2 separate regions of the Mus musculus genome follow, and region 2 is linked to region 1. A link is a contact called in public HiChIP or PLAC-seq data. All regions are on one chromosome and are shown on one strand. The core of a region is the stretch at or near the end of the contact, and the rest is flanking DNA. Distances in the headings are between cores, read along the strand shown. Region 1 holds the start of Ranbp9 (RAN binding protein 9). Region 2 holds the start of Gmpr (guanosine monophosphate reductase).

Region 1 (4,210 bases), core at 1,215-3,714:
CTTACCATGAATATTTCCGCACTTCCCTTTTGTTGCTCGGCTTTTACTTTTCACTCTCTGCTTATTAATAAGTAAGGGTATGCGTGTGCATATGTGTGTGTGCTCCCAAATATAGAGAGGCCAGAGTCGGCTTCAGGTGTTTTTCTTCAGGAGCTATCCACTTTAGGTTTTGAAACAGGATCTCTTACTGTTCTGGAACTTACCCAGTAAGCTAGATTTGCTTGTCATCCAGCCCCCCCAGGGACGCTCTTGTCTCTGTCTCTCCACTGGGATTACAAGTGTGGGCCACCGCACCCCACTTTTTAATCGGGACTTGAACTCCGGTTTTCAAGGTTGTACAGCAAACACTTTACCAACCGAGCCATCTCCGGAGTCTGGTTTTTAATTTTTTGAACGGAGAAGTCAAAAGGTACGGTTATCTTATCTACCACACTGATATCCCCAAAGGTTCTCTGCTTCTGCTGATGTGGGAAAGTGCCGTTTTACAATGTTCCCTTACAGTTCATTAATCTGTTGACACCGACTGGAGGACAACCAGTTTCTCCAAGAAAAAGATTTTGACAAGGTTTCAGAAGGTTCCATTCCCTTAACAGTGCCTAGGGTATGTAAAAAGTTCTAAGTGCCCTGACAGAAAAATTTCATGACTAAAATCTTTTTTTCTTAATATTTATTTATTTATTATTTATATAAGTACACTGTAGTTGTCTTCAGACACACCAGAGGGGCCATCAGACCCCAGTACAGATGGTTGTGAGTCACCATGTGGTTGCTGGGAATTGAACTCAGGACCTCTGGAAGAGCAATCGGTGCTCTTAACTGCTGAGCCGTCTCACCAGTCCATGTGTAAAATCTTAATGAATGTCAAGGTTGTTTGATGAGGCTTGGAGCCCGTGGGGTCCATCTTGGCTACCAATATGTAGAACATGGCTTCCATTGAACTCCTTTTATTTTAGTATAAACGAAAGTTTTAGTGTTTTTTAAATTCAGTGGCGTCATGTAAACATGCTGTGATTTGTTAAAAAAAATGTAGAGCCGAGGTTAGAGTTATGGGGCATTTTATTACTAATGAACAATGGAGTGTCTAGTGTGGGTAATTTAAGATGGAAATTAGGCAGAAGGACTGCTACAACTGGCTAGGCGCTATGTCCATGGGAGTCTTCGATTAAGTCACCATTGACCCATTCGCTTCAAAAACAAAATAACTAGTTCTCTATTAACCAACCATTCCATGCTTATACGGTCCAATCAGAGCCAGCATATCATCTCCGGAAGCTAACACAGCATCGGAATCTGTACCATGTAGATTATGGGAGTGAAGCCTGATTTTTGCCGGGCTAAGGAAAGGGTAGGTTAAACAAAGGGAAGTGCCGAAAACAGACTAGTAATGCTATGTGGGGGTCAGAGAGCAACACTTGGCAAATTGTGCCACACGGGTTGACCAAGCACTCTACTGAGAATTGCAAAGTAGGAAGTCTCCTTTTTTAAAACTCTGCTGACCTCAGTAAATATTTCCATGTTTAAAAAAAAATGGGCATAATTCTCTGCTACCTAACAAAGAGGCCTATGATGAGAATTAATGAGCTTATAAAATGTTTTGACGTCTGTCTCCAGAAGCCCTTCCTAAACGCTCACACAGTTCGCATTCCTGCCCTTTGACGATCTGCCCGTCTTGATTGGTATTCCTAACGTGGCTGTTTCTCCCCCATTAAGTTCACTCGGACTCCTCATAAATTAATTAATTAACGAGAGGGTCACTCATGAAGCGGGAGACTTCGCCTTCAGAAATGGTTTCCAAGGGCCCTTTATTGACCCGCTAGCTAGGCGGTAAGGCGTTAGAAACCCCGGGCTCAGCTCCCGGCGGCGCAGCAGGGCTCGATTGCTCTCGCCTGGGCGCGCTGCGGCCTCCCGGCGGCTGAGGGGGACGGCCCGTCGAGACGCGACGAGGCCGCCGGTCGGCGCAGCTAGGATCCCGCAGCCACCGGAGGCCCGCGGCCGAACCCGCGCCCGCGTCCTCGCCCGCGCCGGCGAGCCCCAGGCCGCGGAGAAGGCCGTCCGCGCGCGCACCAGGCCCGCCCCTCGCGCCGCGGCCCGCCTCCTCGCCTGGCGCCGCCCGCGCGCAGCGTCTCGCGCCGCCCGCCCGCTCGCTCGCCCGCCGGGAAACAGCCGCGAGAGCAGCGGCCGCCGCGGCCGCTCGCACCTCCTCGCAGTCTCTCTTCCCCGCTTCACCGCGTCGCCCAGGGCCGCGCGCCCTTCCGCCCGCTCCCCTCGCTGTCCCACCGCATCGCTCCCGGTCGCGTGCCCGCCAGCGCCTGGCCAACGCTCCCTCGCGCCCGCCCGCGGTCGGTCTCCTCAACCGCCGCGCTCCGCCGGGCCGCGCGGCCCGCCGCCTGCTTCCGGGGCGGGCGGACTCTGGGCGCCTGGTGCCGGCGGCCGCAGCGACAGCGCCCCCGGGAAGCGCAGGAGGAAGCAGGGACGAGTGGAGGTGCCGCAGGCTGAGTCGCGGCCGGGATGTCCGGGCAGCCGCCGCCACCGCCGCCGCAACAGCAGCCGCCGCCGCCGCCGCCCGCCGCCGGGGCCCCGGGCTCCGGAGTCGCCCTGCCCGCGGCCGCGGCCGCCAGCGCCGGCTCCTCCCCGGCCGGCTCGCCCGGTGGAGGCTTGGGGGCCGCAGCGGCCGCCCTGCTGCTCCACCCGCCGCCGCCGCCGCCGCCTCCCCCGGCCACCGCCGCGCCGCCGCCCCCCGCCTCGGCGGCCGCCCCCGCCACCGCGCCGCCCGGCCTGGCGGTGGGCCCCGGCCCGGCCGCAGGCGTCCCGGTCCCGGGCCTGGCGGCGGGCAGCAGCGCCGCTGCCCCTTTCCCGCACGGCGACTCGGCCCTCAACGAGCAGGAGAAGGAGCTGCAGAGGCGGCTGAAGCGCCTCTACCCGGCTGTGGATGAGCAGGAGACGCCGCTGCCCCGGTCCTGGAGCCCGAAGGACAAGTTCAGCTACATCGGCCTCTCGCAGAACAACCTGCGGGTGCACTACAAAGGTACGGGGCGCGGGGTCCGGCGGAGAGATCGGACGGTGCGGGGCGAGGCTCTGGGCGAGGGAAGGTGAGAGTGGGGTCCCAGGTGGGAAGGAGCTGGGATCCCTAGGCCCGGAGCTGGACGCTTTGAGGGAATCCGGGATGACCAGACACATCGCACCTTCTGATTTCCTGGAGATAAATCTATGGGCCGGAGTTGGGTTACATTGTTCTCCAGGTGGAGGGTCAGGCCATCTCCTCTTACGCAGCAGGGGTGAGAGGCACGATTCCGAGGTACAGTTTCTAATTAAGGGAGAACAGAGATCCACAGGAGGGGGAGGGAGGCGTGATCAGTGGAGGATTTGTCCCAAATTAGGCCAGAGATTGTCTAGGGGGACAAAAGGACAAGGGGCCCAAGTTGGCCATCATTGCACCTTACTGAAAGCAACTGGGAGAGGAACCTCAGGATTCCCTGTTTTCTTCGGGGAGCAGACCCCCCCCCCCTCCGGATTGGAAATGCCCCGTGTTTCCGGGTTGGTGTTACATGAAGTTTTGTTGAAAACAAGGGTTTTAAAACATACCGATTAGCATTTTCAAAAACAAAAAACAAAAAAAAAAAAACCAAAACTGGCTTATATTTTGCACCTGCAGTTAACAAAGTTAACCACCTTAGGCTGCTGCTTTCTCCCATCCCCACTTTTTCCTAGGTTAAAACAAAGCTTTAAGCAAACTGGTTGTATAGAAGATTATAAATGCCAGTAAGGGGTTTTTGAAATGTAGCTCAGATTAATGGCATACGTCAAGTTTAGCTGTGTGGAAGGGGCAAAGAAAAAAATGCAGTGGTATCAGTTTGAACACAGTCGGTGTTTTAGGCCCTAAATCTAAAGCAGAGGATTTTACATTCTAAGCAGGCTCATTTTGATTGGCTCTAAAGGAAGGGTCTTTGGCTCCTAGTGAGGATATAAACAACCTTGCTGTAAGATTCTGAAAGAATTCAGAACAGGGTTTGCGAAGACTCTTGACAAATCGGCTACTATTTAATTAGAAACGCTTATGGCAACAGAAATCTGCTGAATGCTTTGGCTGTAAAGAATCTACACAAAGATGGGCCTTGTTGAACATTCCTTTTTATTCTTGCCATAGATCCAAAGAAGTACTTATTATTTTGAACGTTATGTTCCTTGGTGTAAGTGGCTGAAAATTTCAAAA
Region 2 (4,210 bases), core at 903-3,402, 2.0 Mb before region 1:
CCTGATAGCACGAGAAACGCTGAGCTGGAACGGTAGAGAGGCCAAGGCAGCCCCTTCTGCAGTGCCAGGCAAGCAAGTGGCATTATGTGAGCTCATCCACCAGGCAGGAGTGGCCAGCCACAGGAGGCTAGACCACAAACAATCGGAAGAGCCAATCCAGGTAGTTCTCTCACAAAAGCTACAATATGAGACAACAGTCCTCTAGGGCACAATTCTCACTGTGACAGGTATACACAGATTCCAAGATTCAACCCAGGCTGGGACATTAAGAGAGGCCATCAGCCCCAAACCAGGGGTTGCATGACATCATACGGCTCACGTAAATATTAACACTGCCCTTTCTCAAGAGCTTTGCTAGTTCAGAAAATGCATAGACCCTTGCTGTGGATGGATAAACGTGTATGTGTTTATAAATAAGTGGCTCATGTCTAACTAAAATTTAAACAAACATTAAAAAAAAAAACAGACAAACACTGAAGCCACCAAATTATTAGTCAGCCTAGAATGCAAACACTTCATCCTGACCTGGGTTTAGGAATTTACTGGCTCCTAGTTTCTATTCAACACTCCGGGGGTAGGGGTGGGTGCAGGGGGGGGGGTTCTCTAGTGTTTATTTTTGTTCCAAGGGTTTGCCCTGTTTTTTAGCATCTGAAAGCACAGGATGACCAGCAGCCCCAGTGGCATCTAATCTGGATGGGTAAGAGTCCATCACTCCCCCTTAACCCACCCCCCAAGTCTTGCCTGGTCCAGTTCTGCCTCCAAGCTGCCAATACCCCTGCTTCAGGAAAGTTCTACTCTCTCATTGGCTAGCCCAGAAGGCAGTCCTAATTCATACCAACCCTCAGCTGGCAGCTGCAGGCACTGCAGTCGGGCCTGGGCACCGGAGCGAGTTGTTTGCTGAGGGGATTTATTTATGGTCTTGTTTGTTGAGCAAAAGGGATGGGGCGGGCAGGCAGGCTTAGCTTCCCCCAACCCCCGCCCCTGTCCTTTCAGGCTCTTCCTCCTGAACTCCCCCCAACAGAGCCAAGCCACGGTTCAGGAACAACTCCACCAGCGAGCTCCGCCTTTCTAGAAAACTATTTATCCTTCAAGGTCTGACCTCGGCCGTCTCCCGTCTCCACCTGTTCCCAGGCGCTCATCTTATCATGGTACAACTAACTTCCAAATGGCCCAAATGACCCTCACCCCAGCGCTGTCCGCTTGCATTACTCTGGGCTGGAACTGCAAGCTGTCCAGTACCGCAGAGTGCCACCAAAAAGCAGGTCCCCAGCTCAGCTCCTGCAAGACCATTTAAACTCAAGAAAAAAAAAAAGAAAGAAAGAAAGAAAGAAAAGAAAAGAGAAAAGAAAAGAAGTGCCTGCCGGGAGCGCCCGGCTTTTCCGCCCGGTTCGCAGACACAGGACCTGATGCTAAATCAGCAGAGGCAGGTCCCAGCGCCAGGAAACACTGTTCCAAATTCCAAGCTTGAATCTGCAGTTGTATTTCCCTTCCTTTCATCCTAGCCCCACTGTTTCCTCTCCTCCCCGGAGCGCCTCTCCTGAGACCATTCCTTTTAAAGTCACTGGACATTCGGTTGGTTGATCTTAGCTCCTCTGTGTCAGTGTGAACTTCCCCAAGCCCACCACCGGTAGGCAGACGCATTTATAATTCCAGGCCCGAACTAGCACCCCCTTGTCACTGGCCCTAACTAGAGACAATCCAGGTGTAAGAGAAAACCGACTGGCCTTCCCCCTTTCTCAGGTGGGGGAAAGGGTGTGACGCCCCTGCCTCGGGCACAATTAAGGCACCCTGTGCCTCCCTTTGCACCCACTTCCCCCTTGCCAACCCGAAGGCGGTATGCCAGCGGCCCCACCTCGGATCGGCTCTTGAGGCTGCTCCGCTTAGGTCGCAGCAGAACATCCTTGAAGTCGAGTTTAAGGTCCGCGTCTATGCGGGGCATGGTGCTAGCGGTGCGCGGTAGCTTCCTGCGGCGGAGGCGGTGCGAAGGCCGGCGTCAGCCGGGAGCTGCGGGGCGCGTGCGTACAGTGGCGCCCGGGTGGCTGTGCGCAGACTGGTGCTCCGCGAACCCGGTGCGCACGCCTTGTTCTTATGCCCGCGCACCCGGAGCCCCCAGCTCCGTTCCCCAACGCCAGGCGCCCCAAGGGAGCGCCCCGCCCCCGGCTTCCAGGTCCCGCCCACATCCCGGGTCTCTGAGCTGAGCCCCGCCCCGGGCCCAGTTCTCTCTGCCTAAGCGCCCCCTCCTTCTGCTTGAGTCTAGCAGTGAGCCTGGATTCTGCCATGCAGCACCCTAGAGAGCTCTGACCTGGGCTGAGCTGCGAAATGGGTGCGGATTAGACTTGCACAAAGTCTCCCATTCCCCGGGGTATACCCTGATCGTACTCATAGGGGTGACCAAAGGAGAAGGTTAGGAGACCAGAGAGTACGTTTTGTTTTGTTCCGTTTTGTTTAGGACCGGGTTTCACTATGTAGCTCTTGCTGTCTTGGAACTCACTATGTAGACCAGGCCTGCCTCAAACTCACAAGAGATCTGCCTGCCTCTGCCAAAGACATGAGCCACTAAGCCTGGCTGTAGAGTATGGCCTTCATATGTGTTCCAAAGTGAATTCCCAAACCCCCTCTAAGGAGGGAGAAGCAGAGAGCTCACTGACTTGGTCCAAAATGATAGTCAAATGCTTAGCTCCTGCTGAATGCTGGCAAGGTAGACAAAAAGATTGCTGGAGATCAGAGCTCACATGCAGGATTCTTTCGGAATACGTGAGAAAGGGCCACCTTCTTTGGCATATACCCATGATTACATATCACAGACCAAAGTCAACCTCCAGGCTCCTCTGGTAACACACATTTGTAAGAAATGTCAAGGCCCCTGTGATAGAGAGCCTTCTTGTTCTCACCTCCCCAACTCACCCTCCACTATGCTAGTTCCAAGGCTGTTCCAGCTGACCTGCTCTCCCACCTCCTCCTTGTAGAGGGTAGGAGTCTCTCATCATTTTTGCTATTCTTCTCCCCCCCCATTATTTTCTCTATCCTCCCCACAAAAAGCCTATCCACAACCAGTCTTCTTTTCCTCTCTGCTCTGGACTCCTCCAGGTGCCTCTGGCTGTTCTTTCTTTCTTATCTACAATAAAAAGTGTGGTGGTTTGAGCAGGAATGGCCCCTATGGGCTCCCATATTTGAATGCTTAGTAATCAACCTGTGAACAGTGAACCTTTTTGAAGAGATTAGAAGGATTAGGAGGTGTGGCCTTGTTGGAGGAAGTATGTCACTGGGGGGTGGGGGGTGGGCTTTGAGGCCCAGGGTCATTCCATCTGCTTGGCATGCTGTCTGGCATAATGGTAATGGACTAAGCCTCCAAAACTGTAATCGAGCTCCAAAGAAATACTTTCTTTTATAAGAGCTGCTTTGGTTGGTCCTTCACAGCCACAGAACGGTGACTAAGACAAAAACCTTCTCCAGAACTAATGAAAACTCACCATCCTGGAGCTTTCTTTACTGTGCCCTTACTTACAAAAGGCTAAAAGTTTTGGCTTCCCTAATTCCCCTCTCAGTGTGCCCACCAAGTGTTGAGACAGGCCTCCAGTGTGCTCAAGAAGAAACCATTGGGTGATTATCCAAAGAGGGGGTGGGTTTGAGACTGTGTCAGTCAGTGGCAATGAGCATGACCAGTGTTCCAGCTAAAGCAGAAAAGTGTGTATGTGTGTGTGTGTGGGGGGGGGGGGGGGATGAACACAGGAGCAGAACAAAACAAAACAAAACAAAACAAGGCTTACGTAAATGAAGTGTCTTGGGGCCTCTGTCTAGGTTGAAAACTTGGTCACGTTCCAGTTGGGTGACCTTGAGGGTATCTGACTCAAGTATTTTCATAGGTTAAAAGGAAAGGTTAGGGCATGGTGGTGGCGCAAGCCTTTAGTCCCAACACTCAGAAGAAAAAAACTGGCAGATCACAGATCTCTGTGAGGCTGGCCTCATCTACATAGTGAGTTCCAGGACAACTAGGGCTACATAGAGAGATCCTGTCTCAAAATAAATAAATAAATAAATAAATAAATAAATAAATAAATAAATAAATAAAATTTAAAAATTGTTAGGGTTGTTACTGCTGCAATGAAACAGTATAACTAAAGAGCAGGTTTGGGAGGAAACAGTTTATTCAGCTTATACTTCCACATCACAGTTCATCATAGAAGGAAATTAGGACAGGAACTCAAACAGG

The links. HiChIP or PLAC-seq counts read pairs in DNA pulled down with a chosen protein or histone mark.
Region 2: a contact with region 1 is called in an H3K4me3 HiChIP or PLAC-seq map of stem cell-derived neural progenitor cells, with 3 times the contacts expected there. The contact joins the promoter of Gmpr here to the promoter of Ranbp9 in region 1. A contact is called at or near these places in 2 of 39 promoter capture datasets (hippocampal neurons and pre-B cells) and 2 of 115 datasets of contacts at active chromatin or transcription factors (embryonic limb bud and stem cell-derived neural progenitor cells).

Annotation. Positions count from the first base shown.
Region 1 is chr13:43,479,227-43,483,436 of GRCm38.p6, reverse strand. Ranbp9 (RAN binding protein 9) reads left to right here and starts at 2,464. Exons shown (of 14, transcript NM_019930.2): 1 at 2,464-3,025. The coding sequence starts at 2,509.
Region 2 is chr13:45,505,386-45,509,595 of GRCm38.p6, reverse strand. It overlaps Gmpr (guanosine monophosphate reductase), which reads right to left and starts at 2,152. Exons shown (of 9, transcript NM_025508.5): 1 at 1,853-2,152. The coding sequence starts at 1,939.